2 separate regions of the Sus scrofa genome follow, and region 2 is linked to region 1. A link is a contact called in public HiChIP or PLAC-seq data. All regions are on one chromosome and are shown on one strand. The core of a region is the stretch at or near the end of the contact, and the rest is flanking DNA. Distances in the headings are between cores, read along the strand shown.

Region 1 (3,649 bases), core at 307-2,806:
TTGCTGCCACAGTTCCTATTCACACATTCTGGCTGCACCTACTTCTTTCAAGTGATATGTATTTGTACCCCTACAGCTAGATTTGCTGACACACATAGCTAGATTTAATCCATTTATAAACTACTTCATTTTATTCTGAATTGCTTTTATTTTTTTCTTCTCTGATGGGACTGCAATTCTTATAGAAATTAATTGTGCACATTCTCATGTCCGTGGTTGGCTCTGTAGTTCAGACCAAACACATATACACACACACACATTATAGCCACTAGAAAATGAGCAGGCTTCACTTTATGAGAAGAATACACCAAATACCCTTATTGGCAAGGTTTCTCAAACTGTGTTCCACTCATTATGAGCACAGAGTCTGTGTTTTGGGGAGTAAAATGTTCAATATCAAAGACGTTTGGGAAACTTCACACTTTCTAGAGATTTGCAATATTTGTTATCATATTAAAGACTGAGAGACCTTGTAGCATGCAAATCTTATCAACCTGTTGAATCCCTTTTATAAAAGCATACTTTTCAAAATCTTGCAAAGTTAGCATTCTGTGGGATGTATTTGGTAAACTGTATTCAAATTTGATAAAATGTTTTTAGTCCTTGCTCTTTTATTTTTTACTTTTTTTTGGAGAGCAACGGTTAGATATACAACTAAATGGGCATCCTAATAGTTCCTTTCCCCTAAACTGAGCCCACCCAGCCACAAACAGAACTGAACAATCGCAGCCCTTTCCCACAGGGGAAACTGCTCATCCAGGGGCAAAGGGTAAGAGAAACTGTGTGTCCTTCGGCAAGGCCCCTCCAAAAAGAGAAGGGAAGTCACTGAGCACCTTGTGCTCACTCACTTCCTTTCCACAATCTTGAGAGTCACTGTACTTTGTAAAGACTCAGAGACCTCATCCTGGGGCACAGGAGCTCCACCGCTTCTACGGCTTCTGATGTTGTGATCTTCCTTGAGCAACACAAAGGGAAGGCTATGCATGCCAGTACCCAGGTTATAAAAGAATCAAATACAACAAACCTGGTATCATACACATTTAGTGATAGGCAGCACAGCCACACGGCTAGTTAAGAGGCCAGATGAACTGGGTTCCAGATACAGCTCTACTCGTGTTATATGTAATCTTAGAAAAGGCTCAACTTGCTCAGAAACTCAGCTTCCTTATTGCTAAAATAGGGAGCACATTAACCACATTGCTCCAGGGTGAGTATTCAAAATATTTATCAACCACTTCTGCATGGCCACACCAGATCATCCTGCTAACTGGCAGCCTCACAGCCCATCTCCTTCACTTGGTCAACATCCATCAGTGGTGCCTGGCCTATTTCACAGGGCTGTCACATGCATCTAATTAAATAATGTTTGTGAAAGCAGACCAAGCCTCCATGCAAAAGCAACCTATTTTTAGTCATTATTATTCTGTAAAATAAATGACATAAAGAATAAGGGAGATGGGAAGCCTCTTAAACACATTTCACCTGTTTCACACTCTAGCCTCCCTGCCAGGGGCAGCCTGACTAACTTTGAGGGCAGAAGTCACTTTGAGCAATAGCAGGAGGAAGTGAAGACCCGGGCCAAGACCAGCCCATGACACAGCTTAACCTCAGAACATCAAATAGTAGTAAGAGCGAGCATTTTATTGAGTACTTACCATGTGTTAGGCCTTGTTCAAAACCATTTTACGCAGATTAACTCATTTAATCCTCACCACATCCAGATGAATGAGGAACTATTATTATCCCCTGTCCACAGATGAGGAAACCGAATCGCAGGCTGTTTAAGTGACTTGCTTGAGGTTCCCTAGCTAGTAAATGTCAGAGCTGGACTTTCATCCGGGCAAATGAGTTCATGCCCTTAACCACCACTCCAAGCAAACAGATCTAAGCCTGGCAGGGATGGGGAAGGGGGGCTGCAGCCAGAGAGCATTACGGGTCCCAAGCCTCACCTGGAGGTCCTGGGAAGCCTCTCTTAGGACCACAGGTGTCTATAACCCAAGGAGGTTTCCAGGAGCAGACCTCTCCGCTGCTTGTGTAGGGGAAGCATGACACCCTCCGTGTCCAGAAGCTCCTGGCTGGCAGAAATCCTTGTCCCCAGGCATCAATAACTGGGGCACCCCCATTCTGAGGAGGGGTAGCTCCATGCCTTAGCACAGGTGGAAGGCAGGGGAAGGGAGCAGGAGGAAAGGAAAGGAAGAAGCAGACTGCAGTCCTCCCTTCAGCAGGGAAAAGGCAGCCAGGTCAGTGGGTTTGCCTTTGGGTAGGAAGATAAGCTTTATTGAGTAAATATACCTGGAGCAGAGGGCTAGGCTGGACTTCCTTCTACTGAAGAGTCAGAGAGGAGTGAAGGCAGAGAGAAGGACCTGCAGGGCTTGAAGCTGGGGGCAAATTTGTATTGTAAAGGGCTAGATAGTAACTATTTTAGTCTTTGGGGGGCCACATTCTTGCATTTTTTATCTCCCTTTCCAGCACTTTAAAAAGGTAAAACCAATCCTAGCTCCAGGCTGCTGCTGGATCTGGTCTGCAGGTTATAGTTTGCCAACTAAAGAAACCATCAGTAAATCTCTCCATTTTACCTGGGTCTCACCCTGGAGAGGCACTATGGTGAGGAAAGGGACACAAAGTTCTCTTCTTACTCTGGTGAAGTTCGTCAAATCTGATGTATATTCCACTGAGGTACTTCAGGACTCTTTATGGCAACCCAAAGTTTTGCTCTGGGGATTTGTATGCCATGCACAGCTGTGCTCATGGGCATCTCCACAAGAATTATGTTTCATGCCACATTCCATTTAGGAACTGATGCCCAAGTCAATATTGCAAAGCAATGATACCCACTATTATCCTATTTCAGGGAAAAATAGAGTAGCAACATTTTCCTCTTTGGTACCCAAAAATGGAATGTCTCAGTGTCTTTGAGAAGAGCCTGCCTTCAGCAGGAAGAAACTGTACCTTTAAGTAAACTTGACTCTTAGCCATAATGTCTTTTTTTAAAAGCCCAGCTATGCAATAAGGAGGCTCAGCTATAAAGACAAGCAGCTTTATATATTTTGTTATTAGAAGGGTAGCTCATTGTCCTACCATCTGACCCAAATTATCTGTCTCATAGCTAGACATAAAAATCTTCTCTTCCCACTTTGAACTTGAACTGCTATTTATTAAAATTACTCTCTTTTTTTTGGCTATGCTAATTCCTGGGCCAGGGATTGAACCCATGCCACAGCAGCAACTGGAGCCACTGCAGTGACAGTGCCATATCCTTAACCTGCTGCACCACAAGGGAGCTCCTACTAAAGTTATTCTTAACTAACACAAAGGCATTGTCTTAAGGCAAGTAAGTGGGAAAAGGGGAAGGAACTTAGCATATTTATAACACTTTTTTTAAAAACTAAGAATTGACAGAAGGCATCCAAATAATCATTAGAATTTAGAGCTTCCCAATGCATTTCACATAGATGAATGTGTTAGAGAAGTTACTTACAATGGAACACAAGGCAAGGTTATTGATATGGGGCAAAGGACAAAAGAATTTTCAGTCAGAACATGAAGTTTGAGAAGAAAAAAATGAGAGAGGGAAGGGGCCAGGAGAAACATCCAAGTGAGAGGCTTTGGTGCACTGTGGCTTCGAGGCTTGAAAGGGGCCACTATCTGG
Region 2 (3,649 bases), core at 697-3,196, 470 kb after region 1:
TGAATCCAAATGGCCCATCTTTAGTAGTAGCTCTGCCATTACCAGCTAGGACACCTTAGGGGATGACATAAAGTTTGGGGGCTTAAGTTTTCTTCTTCATAAAAAGAGGATGATGATAGTATATCCTCATAGGGTAATGTGAAGTTTATAGAGCACATGATAAGTACATAATAAATGGTAGAAATTATGTATTGTTAGTTTTGGTGATTAAGCTCACAGTTATTTGTAGTCAGAAAGCTGCATCCAAATTCTGACTGTGCCACTTTCTGTGTGACCTTGAGGCAGTTACTCATTTTTCTTCTTTCTTTTTTTTTTTGTTTTTGTTTTTTTTTCTGAGGGGGGTTGGCTTAACTATTTTTTTTTTATTTTTGTAAGATTTTTCTAGCATAGTCGATTTACAATGTTCTATCAATTTCTGCTGTACAGCTAAGTGACCCAGTCATACATATACATGTACATTCTTTTTCTCACATTATCTTCTATCATGTTCCATCATAGGTGATTAGATATAGTTCCCTGTGCTATACAGCAGGATATCATTGCTTATCCACAAGTTACTCATTTTTCTAAGGCTTAGGTTCTCCATTTAAAATACAAATAAAAATCATGTTAATAATAGCTAATAACAGAGCAGGTATGAGAATTAAATAAGATAGTGCAAAATGCTTAGCACATTATATGTATTTTATGTGTTAGTTAATGCCACATAAATACAGGATGAAATATAAAATTCTATCAGAAACATGAAAAGCATATGGCAGTTCTGAGGAGAAGTAAGAACCATCCTGTAGAAAGGAGGGGAAAAGTTGTAGAATCCTCTGGAGCAGTTGAGGGATTTTTACTATCCTTTAGCGATCCTTTCATAGCACAAAGGAAATGAATCCAACTAGGAACTATGAGGTTGCAGGTTCGATCCCTGGCCTTGCTCAGTGGGTTAAGGATTTGGCGTTGCTGTGAGCTGTGGTGTAGGTCGCAGACTTGGCTCAGATCTGGCTTTGCTGTGGCTCTGGCGTGGGCCAGCAGCTGTAGCTCCGATTAGACCCCTAGCCTGCGAATCTTCATGTGCCGTGGGTGTGGCCCTGAAGAGTCAAAAGACAAAAAAAAAAAAAAAAAAAAAAAAAAAGATGCTAAGGTTAGAAGTAGGATAGTTGACAAGGAAATGGGTAAAAGAAATATGGTGGTCAAGGGGAAAACAGGAGTCAACAGTGATTTCTCAGCATTAATAGACAACTTGTAGCCAAGAAAGTAGAGCCAGTGTGGGGAAAAGACATTGAACTGAGGTGTTGATGGTACATTAGCAGGCAATGAAACTGGCTCTAGAGAGAAATATTTTCTCTAGAGAAAGGAGACTGGAGCAAACATAGACACTGAGCTGATGACATAAATGTGTGAATGAATGAGATTTCCAAGGAAGATTTCCATAGAAGAAAGGAGTTGGGCAGAACGTGGGAAAGCATCTTCTTGTTGGGAGGACAAGGGGGAGATGGGAGGATGAGCAAGAGAGAGAGAAGCAGTGAGTGAGTCAGGAAGGTGCCAGTTAAGGGAGTAGCTCAGAGAAAGAAGGCAGAAGGTTTAGAAGAATAAAGCCTGGGAAAAAGATGCTGTATTAGTTAGCTGGTCCTTGCTGAGTTGCAGAAAGGGGTTAAGTGGCAAGGAGGGCAAATCTGTATAAAGGGGCAGAACCTAGAGGAAATTTCCTGAGGAAATTCTAATGCCAAGGCAGAAACACCAGTAAGCCAATTAGCCTTCAGTTCCAAGTCCCTTACCTTCTAGACCTTTCCCAAGCCCCAGGATTTACTAGCAGTGCCTTCCCTTGGTTATGTAATCTGTAAAACTCTCACATGTAAGATATTTGACTTAGTCTATTCTGGCTGCTTTAACACAGTTCTATAGACTGGGTGGCTTAAACAACAGAAATGTATTTCTCACAGTTTTGAAACCTGGAAGTCTGATGTCAGCATGACAGCATGGTCAGGTTGCATCTTCTTCCTGGTTTACGGACAGCGTTTTCTCTCCCTGTTGCCTCACAAGGTTGGGGGTTGGAGAAGAGAAGGAGAGAGAGAGACCCTTTCATATAAAAGCATTAGTCTTATCAGGAGGGTTCCCCTCACCACCACCCCCCACCATGACCTGATCTACCCCTAATTACTTCCCAAAGGACCCATCTCCAAATACCATCACACTGGGGATTAGGCTTTCAATGTGTGGGTTTTGGCAGAAAGCAACCATTCAGTAAATAAAACACAATATTTAAGTGCAATCATTTGAGACCACTGCAATCTTTCTATTCAGACCCTCCTTCACTCTCAATTCCCCTGCTGTTGTGAATAGCATTTAAGTATCCACTTAGGGAACTAAAGTTAGGGTTTAAGGGAATATACTGTGTGGTTCACATCAAGTTAACATATAGTTAAGTTACTACTAATAGTCCCAGGAATTCTCCCTCAACCTACTAGGGCCAGCTCATCAGTCAGTGACACCAAGTGTAAATCTGTCTTTTGACGCCTGGCACTGGGGAAAATGTGGAGGAGAAAAGCTTTGAAATATACAGAGCCAGAACCTAGTATGTGAAAATGACCTTTTAATTCTGAGATGTGTAAGATTGGAAAAAGAGGATCTGATTCTTGTCAGGGCCTAGTCAAAATGCAAATTCTCTCCTATCAGATAAAATAACCTAAAATTCATGATCTTGCACTGTGATGAAACATCAGTGGCAAACTGGTTAATGGGTGTCGCCAGCTAAAGGATTTAATATTAGTCACAACACACACACACACACACACACACACACAAAACCTTGAACTGTTCTGAAATTGTTCAGCTCAGATATGAAACTTGATAAGAGATTTTTATAAATTTGAGAAAAAAATTCTTCAGACTTATATGTTACCAATAATGGAGTAGGAAGCTAAAACTTTTCTAACCTGTAAATAATGAACACATTTAAAAAAATTAACTATGCTGAAAGACAGATTGAGCCCTTACCAAATGAAGAAGGAATCAAAGAGAACGTGGTAAAAATAAGGGGGAAAATGTTATGGAGGCCAGATAGTTTTAAAATATTACATTATTTTCATATATTTTTAATGTTTTTTTATGATTTTTAATTTTTCCATTATAGCTGGTTTACAGTGTTCTGTCCATTTTCTACTGTACAGCAAGGTGACCCAGTCACACACACATGTATGTGATCTTTCACATTATCATACTCCATCACAAGTGACCAGACATAGTTCCTAGTACTATACAGCAGGATCCCATTGCTTATCTAGTCCAAAGGCAATAGTTTGCATCTATTAACCCCAAATTCCCAGTCCATCCCGCTAACCCCCTCCTTGGCAACCACAAGTCTGTTCTCCGTGTCCATGAGTTTCTTTTCTGTGGAAAGGTTCATTTGTGCCATATACTAGATTCCAGATATGTGGTATCATATAGTATGTATCTTTCTCTTTCTGACCTACTTAACTTAGTGTGAGAGTCTCTAGTTCCAACCATGTTGCTGCAAATGGCATTATTTTGTTCTTTTTGATGGCTGAGTAGTATTCCACTATTTATATATATATATATATATATATATATATATATATATATATAAAACGCATCTTCTTAATACATTTATTTGTTGATGGACATTTGGGTTTCCATGTCT

The links. HiChIP or PLAC-seq counts read pairs in DNA pulled down with a chosen protein or histone mark.
Region 2: an H3K27ac HiChIP or PLAC-seq map of alveolar macrophages shows a contact between it and region 1. The contact joins two enhancer-like sites. A contact is called at or near these places in 1 of 47 Hi-C or Micro-C datasets (embryonic fibroblasts) and 2 of 2 datasets of contacts at active chromatin or transcription factors (alveolar macrophages and skeletal muscle).

The regions. Positions count from the first base shown.
Region 1 is chr13:115,496,130-115,499,778 of Sscrofa11.1, forward strand. All of the region lies in intron 1 of LOC106505748 (a long non-coding RNA gene), which reads left to right. Among named protein-coding and RNA genes, the nearest start is that of TBL1XR1, 9.7 kb to the left of the region's middle. Within about 2 kb of position 1,557, at least 19 of the 83 cell types and tissues checked have an H3K27ac peak or open chromatin away from gene starts, as enhancers often do. A contact at or near this core is called in alveolar macrophages, where this site is marked.
Region 2 is chr13:115,970,640-115,974,288 of Sscrofa11.1, forward strand. The region is part of intron 2 of LOC106505748 (a long non-coding RNA gene); the gene reads left to right. Among named protein-coding and RNA genes, the nearest start is that of TBL1XR1, 480 kb to the left of the region's middle. Within about 2 kb of position 1,947, at least 1 of the 83 cell types and tissues checked has an H3K27ac peak or open chromatin away from gene starts, as enhancers often do. A contact at or near this core is called in alveolar macrophages, where this site is marked.